Regions from separate parts of the Anser cygnoides genome. Here region 1 is linked to region 2. The links are chromatin contacts, called in public Hi-C maps. All regions are on one chromosome and are shown on one strand. Each heading gives the region's core, a stretch centred on a gene start, on an enhancer-like site or on the middle of the called end of the contact. The rest is flanking DNA. Distances are from core to core; before and after follow the strand shown.

The links. A called contact is a pair of places that touch in the nucleus more often than the background predicts.
Region 1: a contact with region 2 is called in a Hi-C map of liver, with 2.1 times the contacts expected there. The contact joins two enhancer-like sites. A contact is called at or near these places in 2 of 7 Hi-C or Micro-C datasets (both in liver).

Annotation. Positions count from the first base shown.
Region 1 is chr14:1,467,001-1,472,240 of Taihu_goose_T2T_genome, forward strand. LOC106032884 (a long non-coding RNA gene) reads right to left here. Exons shown (of 6, transcript XR_010834932.1): 1 at 746-5,240. Among named protein-coding and RNA genes, the nearest start is that of SPRY4, 8.6 kb to the right of the region's middle. Within about 2 kb of position 3,106, at least 1 of the 3 cell types and tissues checked has open chromatin away from gene starts, as enhancers often do. A contact at or near this core is called in liver, where this site is marked.
Region 2 is chr14:1,286,220-1,291,257 of Taihu_goose_T2T_genome, forward strand. The region is part of intron 21 of ARHGAP26 (Rho GTPase activating protein 26); the gene reads right to left. Among named protein-coding and RNA genes, the nearest start is that of ARHGAP26, 110 kb to the right of the region's middle. Within about 2 kb of position 3,637, at least 2 of the 3 cell types and tissues checked have open chromatin away from gene starts, as enhancers often do. A contact at or near this core is called in liver, where this site is marked.

The sequences.
Region 1 (5,240 bases), core at 1,856-4,355, 180 kb after region 2:
CTGAAATCTCCAACCTTCAGTTCATCAAGTTCTAGCCCTCCTGTATCAAACGGTGAACTCTATTATATTGCTAAACATCCCACTACTTTTGAAATTTGGCCTATTTCTGCCCATGTGCATCACTCGGTGCTTGTCCTCATCAGATTTCGTCTGCCCCATGCAGTGACTTTGTCTGCCCATGCAGTGCCTACCTTTCTCCCTTGCTCATTCCCTCCACCCCCGTGGGCACCCTGGCCCACCCGAGCTTCTCGCTGCAGAAGGAAGCTGTGTGCAAACCACCCGTGTGCCACCCAAAAAAACAGAAAACCAACAAGGGACAGAAACAAGAGGGTGCTACCATCGCCTCCGCTAGCCAGTGGGAGGTGAACAAGATGTAGCGGTGTTAAGCACAGCAAGGGACACAGATTGTAAGGCGCAGGGAAATCCTTACACCTGCTGAGAAGGGTTTGGCAGTGAGAGCAGGGGGAGGGCAGGACAGCCCATTAGGGACACCCACAGCTGGCCTGGGAGCAGAGCTGCTGGTAACAGCGAGGAAACACCCGCAGCACGAGGGGAGCTGAGCAGGGAGGCTCCAGAGCTGAGCGAGCTGGGGGCTGCAGGCACCCCTGGCTGCTCGCCCCACTGCCCCTGCAGCCCCACGTCTCCTCCTTTCTGCACATCCTCCTCCAAACCTTAACGTCAATATTGCATTCAAATATTGAACAGTTTTCTCTGGCAAGGAGATACAAAGCTGACCACTTCCTACCTCCAAATGGTAGCAGCTTGCACCACGGCTCCCCACGCAGCCCTTCGCTCGTATTCGGGTTTCTCTGAGCACAGAGGCGCTCCTGAGCGCCTTCCTTCCTGCCGTCCGCCCGCGGATCGATGCGGTGCTTCCCAGCCTCTCCGCCTCAAGGTCAGGAAAACAGGGCTTGCAAAAGCAAGCTAATATTAATTTCAAATGCTATCTGCTTCTGTTTGTCAGTAAGCAGGACTAATCACTGGGCAGAGGAAATACATTGCCTGAACTTTGTTGCCCAGACTGCTCGTCTTCGGGCAGCGAGTCTCTAACATCAATAAGATCACTGACTCGCAGGAAAAAAAGAAAAACTCTGAAGAAAACCAGGAACCGGGGAGAAAAAAGAACATGGTGTCCAAAAAAGATCTCATAAGCAACAAAGCAAGGCAGAAAAGCTTTTCAAGATCTGTTAAAGACAAATCATTAAACATTTACTTTTCTTCCTGTTGCTGTTTGAAGTTTCCACATTACCATGGCATTCACTATGCAAAATGACTGGAACTGATGGGCATTTTGACAGCACGGACTGCTGGCCGTGGTCCAGCAGAGCTGTCATAACGTTGTGATATACAGCATCGGAGATGTTCATAAAAAAAAAAAGTAAATTCTGTGAAAGGTAACAGGTTAAGGCCACAAAGAGAAGTGTTTTTTAAGTGTTAAAAAAAAATTCTTTTGAAATCATATGTTTTCCAGTCTATGACTTTTTAACGGATATAACCTGGGTATTTTCAAAGCAGGGATAGGAGGAAAGTAGACAGGAAAATATTTAAGTGTTAGAATATGGTAATTACTTACAAGTATGTGACTCCGTAACGCCCAGCAATGCTTCAAAGAGGGAAGGGCTGGCTTAGTTTTATTCCACCGCCGTACCCCAGGCAATGACGGGCAGCAAGGGGAGCGGAGCAGTGCCGCGGGGACAGGCTGGCCCTGGGCTGGGGCTCCCTGCACTGCACAGGGCAGAGCAAGCAGCAGCCCCAGGAGGACAAAAAGCCTCGGTTGCTTCACTTTGAGGTCGTGTTTGTAAACGAGTTAAATCAGCGTCCGCAAGGGCTCGGCTCCCCCCAGCAGCCCAGCTGGAAAAAAAAACTCCTAAAGACAGCGGGGTGCTGCTGGATTTCACGGCACAACGCTACCTGTGCCAAAGCCGGGTGGTGCCACGGGCAGTACAGGTGGTCGGACCGAGAGACGCAGCTGGAAGGAGGCACTGCGCGTTGAGCGGCCGCTCGCTGCGGGAGCCGTTTGCTGCAGCCTGTAACAGGCCGCCCGCCTGCCACGGCGCTCCTCGGGCAGCCGAAGGACAGGAGGAGAACGCACACCGGTCAGCCTGCGGAACGGCAACGCGGAACAAACCCTCACCAGTTGCTTGAGCGAGGTTGTTTTCCTGGAGGAACTTTGACCTGGAGGAATATTTCAGCCTGAAATGTATTTCAGAAGTTATAAGTCATTAACGAAAGGTCACATTTTTGTCCTTTTTCTATGATAATATGTATTATATATGCACATCGAAATCAAAAAAAAGTAAAAAATATTGCATGGAGATGGAAACGGAGGCCACACCAAACCACATTAGTGTTACAGGGCAGGAGCAGTGATGGTTGAGATATACAGTTAATCATCAGCAGTCCTGTGGAAGCAGCAGAGACCTGCAATACAGAATGGTTCTACAGTACACAAAAATATTGTTTTCCATCAGCCTGCCACCTAGTTAGCTGCAGAGCGCCGACACCATCCCCAGTAAAGCTCTCGCATTTTAAACCTTAACCTCAGCAGCAACACAAACCAGTTAACGGAAATGCTGCTAACTACTGCAGTAGCTAAGTTGGAATTAAACACCTCCCTTTTTGCTACAACTTTCATAAAGTTAAGTTTCACAAACTTAAGCTTATGAAAATTACGAAAATTAAGCTTATTTTTCATAAACTTAAGTTTGTGAAAATTACAGCAGTTCCAAAGGGAGCCTTGCAGTGAAAATTCACACAGCTTTTCAGGAAGGCGTTCTAGCTTTCTGTTCAGAACATAACTGAGCATTGACAAGAATTTCAGGGAAGGAGGCAGTATTTTATCAGGCTGTTTTCTCTAATTTCTAGCTCTCTTTACAGGCCAGTGTTGAAGTGAGAACCATACCAATACTTGGATTTTTCACAATCAAACTGGCCTGCTATAGCAAGATGAACACCAAAAGGCTTGTAAAGCACTGCCTTATGGTCACTATGACTTTTAACACCAGTAATTTTCCACAATGTTGCTTTGTTTGTCAGAGAACACAATTTCCTCCACATGAAAATTCATTTTCTTAGTCACGAGTAAACTGATAGGTTTCTGAGAAAGATGTGCTAGCAGGTAACCGGCTGATGGCTTCAATTCTTCCTTTGCATTTAAATATATATATGCATCAGCTCTCACAACCTGGGTGGCCGATGTCCCCACGACTGCCCTGCACAGACCAGCCACGAGGCTGCAGGCTCCGTCTCGATGCGGGATGCATCTCTGCAGAAGGGACCTCGTTGCTGCTGAGTTTCATAAGACCTGGGGTCGAGGCTCCCAGGCACACAGAGAGAATGGGAATAGCAACACTTCCACTGCCCTGAAAATATGTTTGCATTTGTTCATTTTGTTGCTAAAAATGCTCAAGTCACATGGGAATGCCTGGGAATGCAGCCCAGGAATTTCGTTTGTAAGCAGAATTGTATTTCTGGAGATTATTGACCTGAACTGTAAATAAATATTCTGGGAAAAAAATAGAAAGATTCACAATTTATGGTCCTTGAGATGATCTACTCAACCCGAAACACTTGGAAAGATTTCCCATGGGGCTCTCACCAATCCACTCTCAAGTGGCTGAGTCCTGCAGGTTGTTAAATAACCCCCAGTCCCTTCCGCCGGTGCTGAGTGGATCCAGTTTCAGGTCTGGAGCCTATGATGGGAAAATCCATATCTAAGATTTACAGAGTCTCTGTCTGATAACACGCTTTGTTATTCTGCCAGTTGGACAGCAGGAAAGATCACAGCAGCTTCAGCAGAGAATCCTGTTTATTCATTACAACCAGCTCGTATCTGCTCTCTACCCCCAAGGACTTCTAGCTGTGCAAACTACAGTTACACATAGCCATGAATCTAAAACCATTATTCTGGTGAGGTACCAACTTCAGAGTTTGCACTTACCTCAATGGATTTTTTCATCTTAGTGAATTGCAAATTGCTGATATACTGAGGTCAGATTTTGATACTAGGAGACAGCCAGCACGCAGCAAACATTAACCAGCCTGGTATCCTCTAAAGAAAGGAAACGAATCAGCAAACATCTTCAAACTGGCAACATTTTGAAAAGCAAGTGCAAAAGACAGTGTGCTCAGCTGGAATGAAAGATGCCAGGCAAGTCAGATATAATTGCAAAAAATAAAGAACTATACCACCTGATCCTGCAGAAAACTTGCATACTTCAGGCTTACAAACCAATAATCCCAGTGCTGTAACTGGGAATCTTATTGTACCAACGCCAGTTAACTGCATGGACCCAGAGACCTAGATGTGCCGACATGATTCTGTCACTTAAACACCAAGCAGCTAAATGGTCTTCGGGATTACAGGTAAAATAACAATTCTGCTCAGGTCTGTGGTGGGCCCCTTAGTGTTCATTTTACATTTTATGAACTTTTATCCTACTTCCCTGAGCTCATGGTTTAGTTAATGGCGTGGGTTCAGTTACTACAATTGTTCATAAACACTAAATTATTCATGTAGAACCAGGTCAATAGATATTAAAAGCTGAAGTGAATTACAAAACAAAAGTCAATGGTGAATTACTGCAGAAAGCAAAAGTGCTGGCGTAATGGTTCCCATCTCAAACACCGCACTTACGGGCTGCTGCTACGAGGCAGGTGTCAGTGCTGGAAGTCACCTGAAAACAACCAACAAGGACACGCTTTGGAAAATCTTTCCTTTCCCACTGGTGTCATCCCAAAGCACCTCGGGAGCTCACTGATACCCTGGGGTGCACCCATCACGTTCCTGAGGCACCGTGTTCCCTCTGGGAAGGAAGGCACAGCTTCCCTACTGCGTCAGGTGTTTGCTGCACAGAATGTTGGTTAGGTTTGCTTCATTATTTTCTGTTAAACCATTCTGAATGAACGGGTACAGAACTTCACACAGCAGATTGTTGCCACAACACCAGTTCAAGACTGAAACGCATCCTTTAGACCAGACTGAGACGTCCTCATCTTTCATGGGCCCGTGCCCCAGAAGCCAAAGCTGCTTCCCATTCCTTGGGTTAGAAATAAAACTGAATGTTTCCACAGCCAGGTAAGGCCACAGAGCAAAACTGCACGGGAAGGAAGGAAATGAAGCACAGCCAGCGTTAATTATGCAAAACAAGATGTGACTTAAAGGATGTGAGTAATGTCTGGATGCAAGCAACAGGTGCCTGATAAGGCAGGAGGAAACCCAGACCTTTCATCTGCGCCGC
Region 2 (5,038 bases), core at 2,387-4,886:
GCCACCGTGGCAGCCCAGCAGCCGCCCCAGCACTGCACGATGCCGCATCCTCCGAGGGAAAGCACGAAGGATTAAAGGATGCACTGCCTAGGCACGGGGGCCTTAAGGCAACTCTAATCCTGGCGTTTCCCTGTGCGTGCAGCCAAGTTCCCAGCCCAGGGGATCCCGTCCCATGCCCTGCTGGCGCAGACGGCTTCTCAGGTTTTTACAAAAGCAAAGCAAAGCCGGGAGGATCCTCCCGCGGGCAGGGGCTGAGCCTCTTGAGGCCGAGGCAAAGAGGCTGCTGGCTGCGCCACCCCCGAGCTCCGTGCCTGGTATTTTTGGAGACATCCCCGCACGCAACCGGCAGCGCCGTCCCGCCCCACAGAAAAATGTGTATTTTTGCGCCTGCTCTGCACAGGTAAAAAGCCTCCTGCCACACCTCCTGCGACTCCCCCCCCTGGCTCTAATCGCCGCCGCAGTTCCTGCTCATCAGGCTTCGTGGCTTCCCCCAGGCTCCCCCCAGGGCCCCCAGTCCCACGCTCAGCCTCCACCCTCAGCCGCCGGCAGCCCCAGCCGCAGCCTCCGCTCCCTGTGGGGGGGTCCTAAGCCAAGGGGTCTTCCCCACGGCTCTCCCGATTCACCAGGCAGCATTTCTGAGCGCCCGGCCTTGCTTTGGAGGCCTCGTGTTTGGCTGCTGCAGCCAGGCTCGCCCTGCGCTGCCATGCCAGCAGCCAGGGAGCCGGCGTGGGAGGGATGCCCAGAGCGGCCGAGGCGCGTGAGGACAGCCTCTCCCTGCCCCCCTCCAGCGCCCGCCAGAAATGGCTGGAGCTACGGTGTCCCTCCGAAAGGACAGCCTCACAGAGCCGCTCTAAAATTAGCCCTGAGATTGAATTGCCCTGTCACCACTCGGAGAGCCGGGGAGCCACGTGCTGCTTGCGGTGCTCCGAGGAGAGCACCAGGCACGGCACGGCACGGCACGGCACGGCATGGCATGGCACGGCACTGCATGGCACGGCATGGCACGGCATGGCACGGCATGGCACGGCACAGCACGGCATGGCACGGTACGGCACGGCACGGCACAGCACGGCACGGCATGGCACGGCATGGCACGGAACGGCACGGCACAGCATGGCACGGCATGGCACGGAACGGCACGGCACAGCATGGCACGGCATGGCACGGCACGGCACGGCACAGAATGGTCCCCCCCAGGGCTGGGGACAGAGCAGGGGCACTGCTGTGGGATGCCTGGGGGCCAGGGCGAGCACCACCCGGCCTAGCTGGGAGTTCCGGGTGCTCTCCCACCCGCCCCGACCATCCTGCACGCTTCGGATGCAAATCTCCCCTCCTGAGAGAAAAGGCAGAAGCCTCCTGGATATTGTTTGCATGCTCCTACTTCTGAGCAGGCCGACGACTTCATGAAGTCGCAACGCAAAAATCCAGCCCATCTAGTTACAGGGCGAAAAGTCATCTGGCCTCACCCCACCTTCAAAACCGTCACGCACAAGAAGAAATTACGATGAGAGAACAGACCGAAACCCTCGCTACTCCATCCAAGGCACATCTCCGGTGTGCGTTACCAGGCCACCAGAGCAAGGTGCTGGCTTTTAAGGATTTAAAAAAAAAAAAACATTCTCAAGTCTTACGTGCTTTGTGATCACACAGTGTTTGAAAACTTTCCCCGTTTCAGCTGAAGTATATATCCACGCTATAAATACAGGCTTTTCTGGCTTTTGTTTTGTCATGTTTCCTAAGGAAGAAGTTCTCTGCAAAGGCAAGGGTAAAGAAAATCAGTGCCTATTTAAAAGAAATATTTAAAAATCCCCATGTGGGGCGTTGGTGGCAGCAGACAGCCAGCTCCGGTCCCTCGTGCCCGCCGCCGCAGCGACAGCTCCTGGCAGGGGACAGCAGCCCTGCTGACTCACCAGTACAACTCCCGCCCAGAGCGGTTTTTCCATAAAAATAAAACCAGCCCTAATAAATAAACGCATTCCCATCGTAAAACCCTGATTGGTGCCTGGGAAGGAAGAGCCTTCGCCCTGCAGCAAAACAATTTCCCTCCTGGCTCGTGATGGAGGGCCAGGACCGAGGAAGGCAAAGGTGAAAACGAGCGAGTTCCCCCGGCCGAAGGACAGCGGTGGCACGCAGAGCGCGTCCCACGCGTGCTGCTCTCACAGCGCCCGACGCGGCCGCCCGGCCCCGCTCACGTGCAGAGATCCGGGAGAGCAGCAGGAGCCGGGAGGGATCCCTGGGAGGACGTGAGAAGCAGGAGCTGGGCTCGGCCCCGCGTGGAGCAGAGCTGAGCTACGCACCAGCATCTGCCGGCGAGCCGAGAAGCTTTGTAGACAAAGCTCAGGCAAACTTCTCCGCTTCCACAGACGGCGTTCAAAATTTTTAACATCACACGCTGTAAGGTCACAGGGTATATCGGATGTATCAGTGCTCACTGCAGCAAAACTGAAACAAGACGTCCCCCAAACTTGCAGCCTTAATGTCTTTGCTCCAGCAAGCCTTGCGCTGAGATCAGCAGGAGCTTCACAGACTTATTTTGACGCGAACATCAGCCTCCACAGTAAGAAGCTCGAACTTCCAGCCGACACGGCTCCTCTCCTGGCAGCACCCCGAGAGCTTGTGCAGACATTGAGCAGCGTGCCCTGATGCTGTGAGGGGCTGGGTGCCCACCACGACGACACGAGGGGCAGGGACGTCAGTGACTAAGGGCACCAAACCCGTCCACCTCCCAGCAGCAGAACAGAGCAAAAGGCCCTGGTCCACGATGGCCTGCACGGAAGCATTCATTTCACTGGTAATTTCAGACACCAAAAAAAAAGAAAAAAAAAAAAAAAAAGAAGAAATTCAGTTCTGGTCTGGGTTAGTTTTTAATTTACTAACCTTTGCTGTTGTCACTTTAGGGAAGGAAGCACCAAATCCAGGATTCCTTTTTTACTAGTACTCTCAATGAGTTCCTTGTTCAGAAAGAAATCCTTTTTTCTTTAAAGAAGGAAAGCGGGGCTTCCCGGCCTGCTCACACCTGGAATTTTACAGCTCCTCAGCTGCAGGGCTTGAATTCTTGAATTCTGCCAGCACCGCGAGCTGCTCCAGTCGTGGGCCGGGCAGCTCCTCCTGAGCAGGTCCCGAGATGGGACAGCCCTGGCCCGTGGCCAAAAACTTACAGAAAATGGTGAAGAATGCAGGAAAAAAACTGAAGCTGGGCTCGATGATGGGTCTCACGGGACCGGCAGAGGGTTTGGCAGGGTTTTTGAAGGAGCACGGAGAGCAAGGCACCCTGACACGCTCCCTGATGCCGGGCACCCTCATTGTGGGTCCGGTAATTACAGGGGAGCACTGGAAACCCTCGCACGGCAGTAACAGATAATAGCAACCGGCTTCAGTGCCCAGAGCTGCCCAAGGCTTTGCAAAGCTGAAATTACCCAGCTGGTTAAAGAAACAGGGACGGCTTTATACAGGCATTATTTGTGCAGCGCCGCAGGGCAGCAAGGACAACGCCGCCGGGACACTGGCACCATTCAGGCAGCGCGCCCCGACCCCGAGAGCGCAGCCCGTGCACAGCCGCAGGGCAACGCGCTGCTCGCCGCGCTCCTGCCCCGGCGGCACTCCTCCTCGCCACTGCCCGTCAGCACCCGCACGGGGCAGAGGCGTGAAGCAGAGGAGCCCCGCACCTCCGTGGGCTGGGCACGGGGATCACCGCTGCCACCGCTCCGACCGCGGCTGGGGGTGACTCCGGTGACCGCCCCAAGCAGAGCAACCCCAACCATCACCCGACCCGCAGCCCTGGTGTGGAACCAAAACCACTCGCGCCAAGCCCTTACTTGTCTAAAAACGCGTGCTCCTTCCCCAGCGCCGAGCAAGCCCGGCAGCCTCCCTGCACACGCTGCTCTCCCCGGTCCCCCCCAAACGCCGCGTGGGGGCTGAGCACCATCAGCAGGCTCGAGCCGGCTACAAATAAACACGTGGAAACGATCTGGGTATGTTTAACCACCACAGCACTGCAGAGGAAATACAGCAATCAAATTTTCATGGGACTACAAATTAGGTTAAAAGCAAATATTTAAAGACAAACTAATGCGTTTCAGCAAACATTAAAACCCAGGAGCACAGATAAGTATGAGAACAGCATGGGCTCGTGCGGAGCAGACTCGGGCTGATGGGTAAGCAGGCACAGAGGCTGAAGAGACATCTATACATAGCATTAAAAGAGAATAAAATGAAGTCAAACACTTCATTTCTTATTGAAAGATTGGATTGGATTAAAGACATTAGATTTACATAATTGGGGTTATAGAGAAGAAAACATTTGCTTTGAGGTATTCACTTTAGACTCACTTTTTAACCTTTAGCTCGACCTTGACTAAAAGCTTGCACATTCCTGTGTGTGCAATCACTGGATGTAAGGAAAAATACCAAATGCCACAAACTTTGCCAGAGGCAGAAGTGCTGCCAGGGCTACCCTGCTAGGCACCGCTTCACTTTGCACAAGTGTAAAGGCCCCTTATGGGCCGCAAGCAAATGGTTCTGCTCCAGTCCGCTCACGTAGCTCTGGGTGACAGCAAGACGCCTCCGCTCCCCACAGCCTGAACTGGTTCGTTCTGCTGAGCTTCTTTACGACTTTCTTTAAAAAATAAGTTATTAGGAAGAGCAACTCTTGGAATTTGAAAAACTGCAAATCTGGCAAACAATTCCTTAAAGTCGCAACGAGACTCGGGCTCACAAACGTTGCTGCAATACGAGTCACATAATTTTCTTCCCTCGGAGGACAAATAAACTAAAAACATCCTGTTGGGGGCAACGGCATGTGACTGACCCCCAGGGCTTCCACCAGCAGCACGGGCACGAGACCCGCGCATCCCGCCCCAGCTCACGGCACACAACTCGCGGCCTTACCGCGGCTCCTGCCCCGCGGGCGCCGTTCCTCCCGCCCAGCGTCCTGCCAGCTGGGTTCGGCTTACACGAGGTCGGCTGGCTTGCTCGCAGGGTTTTAGTGGCAGCAGTGGCGATGGGAAAGAGATGGAGCTGGTGGGCGAAAGCCAGAGCC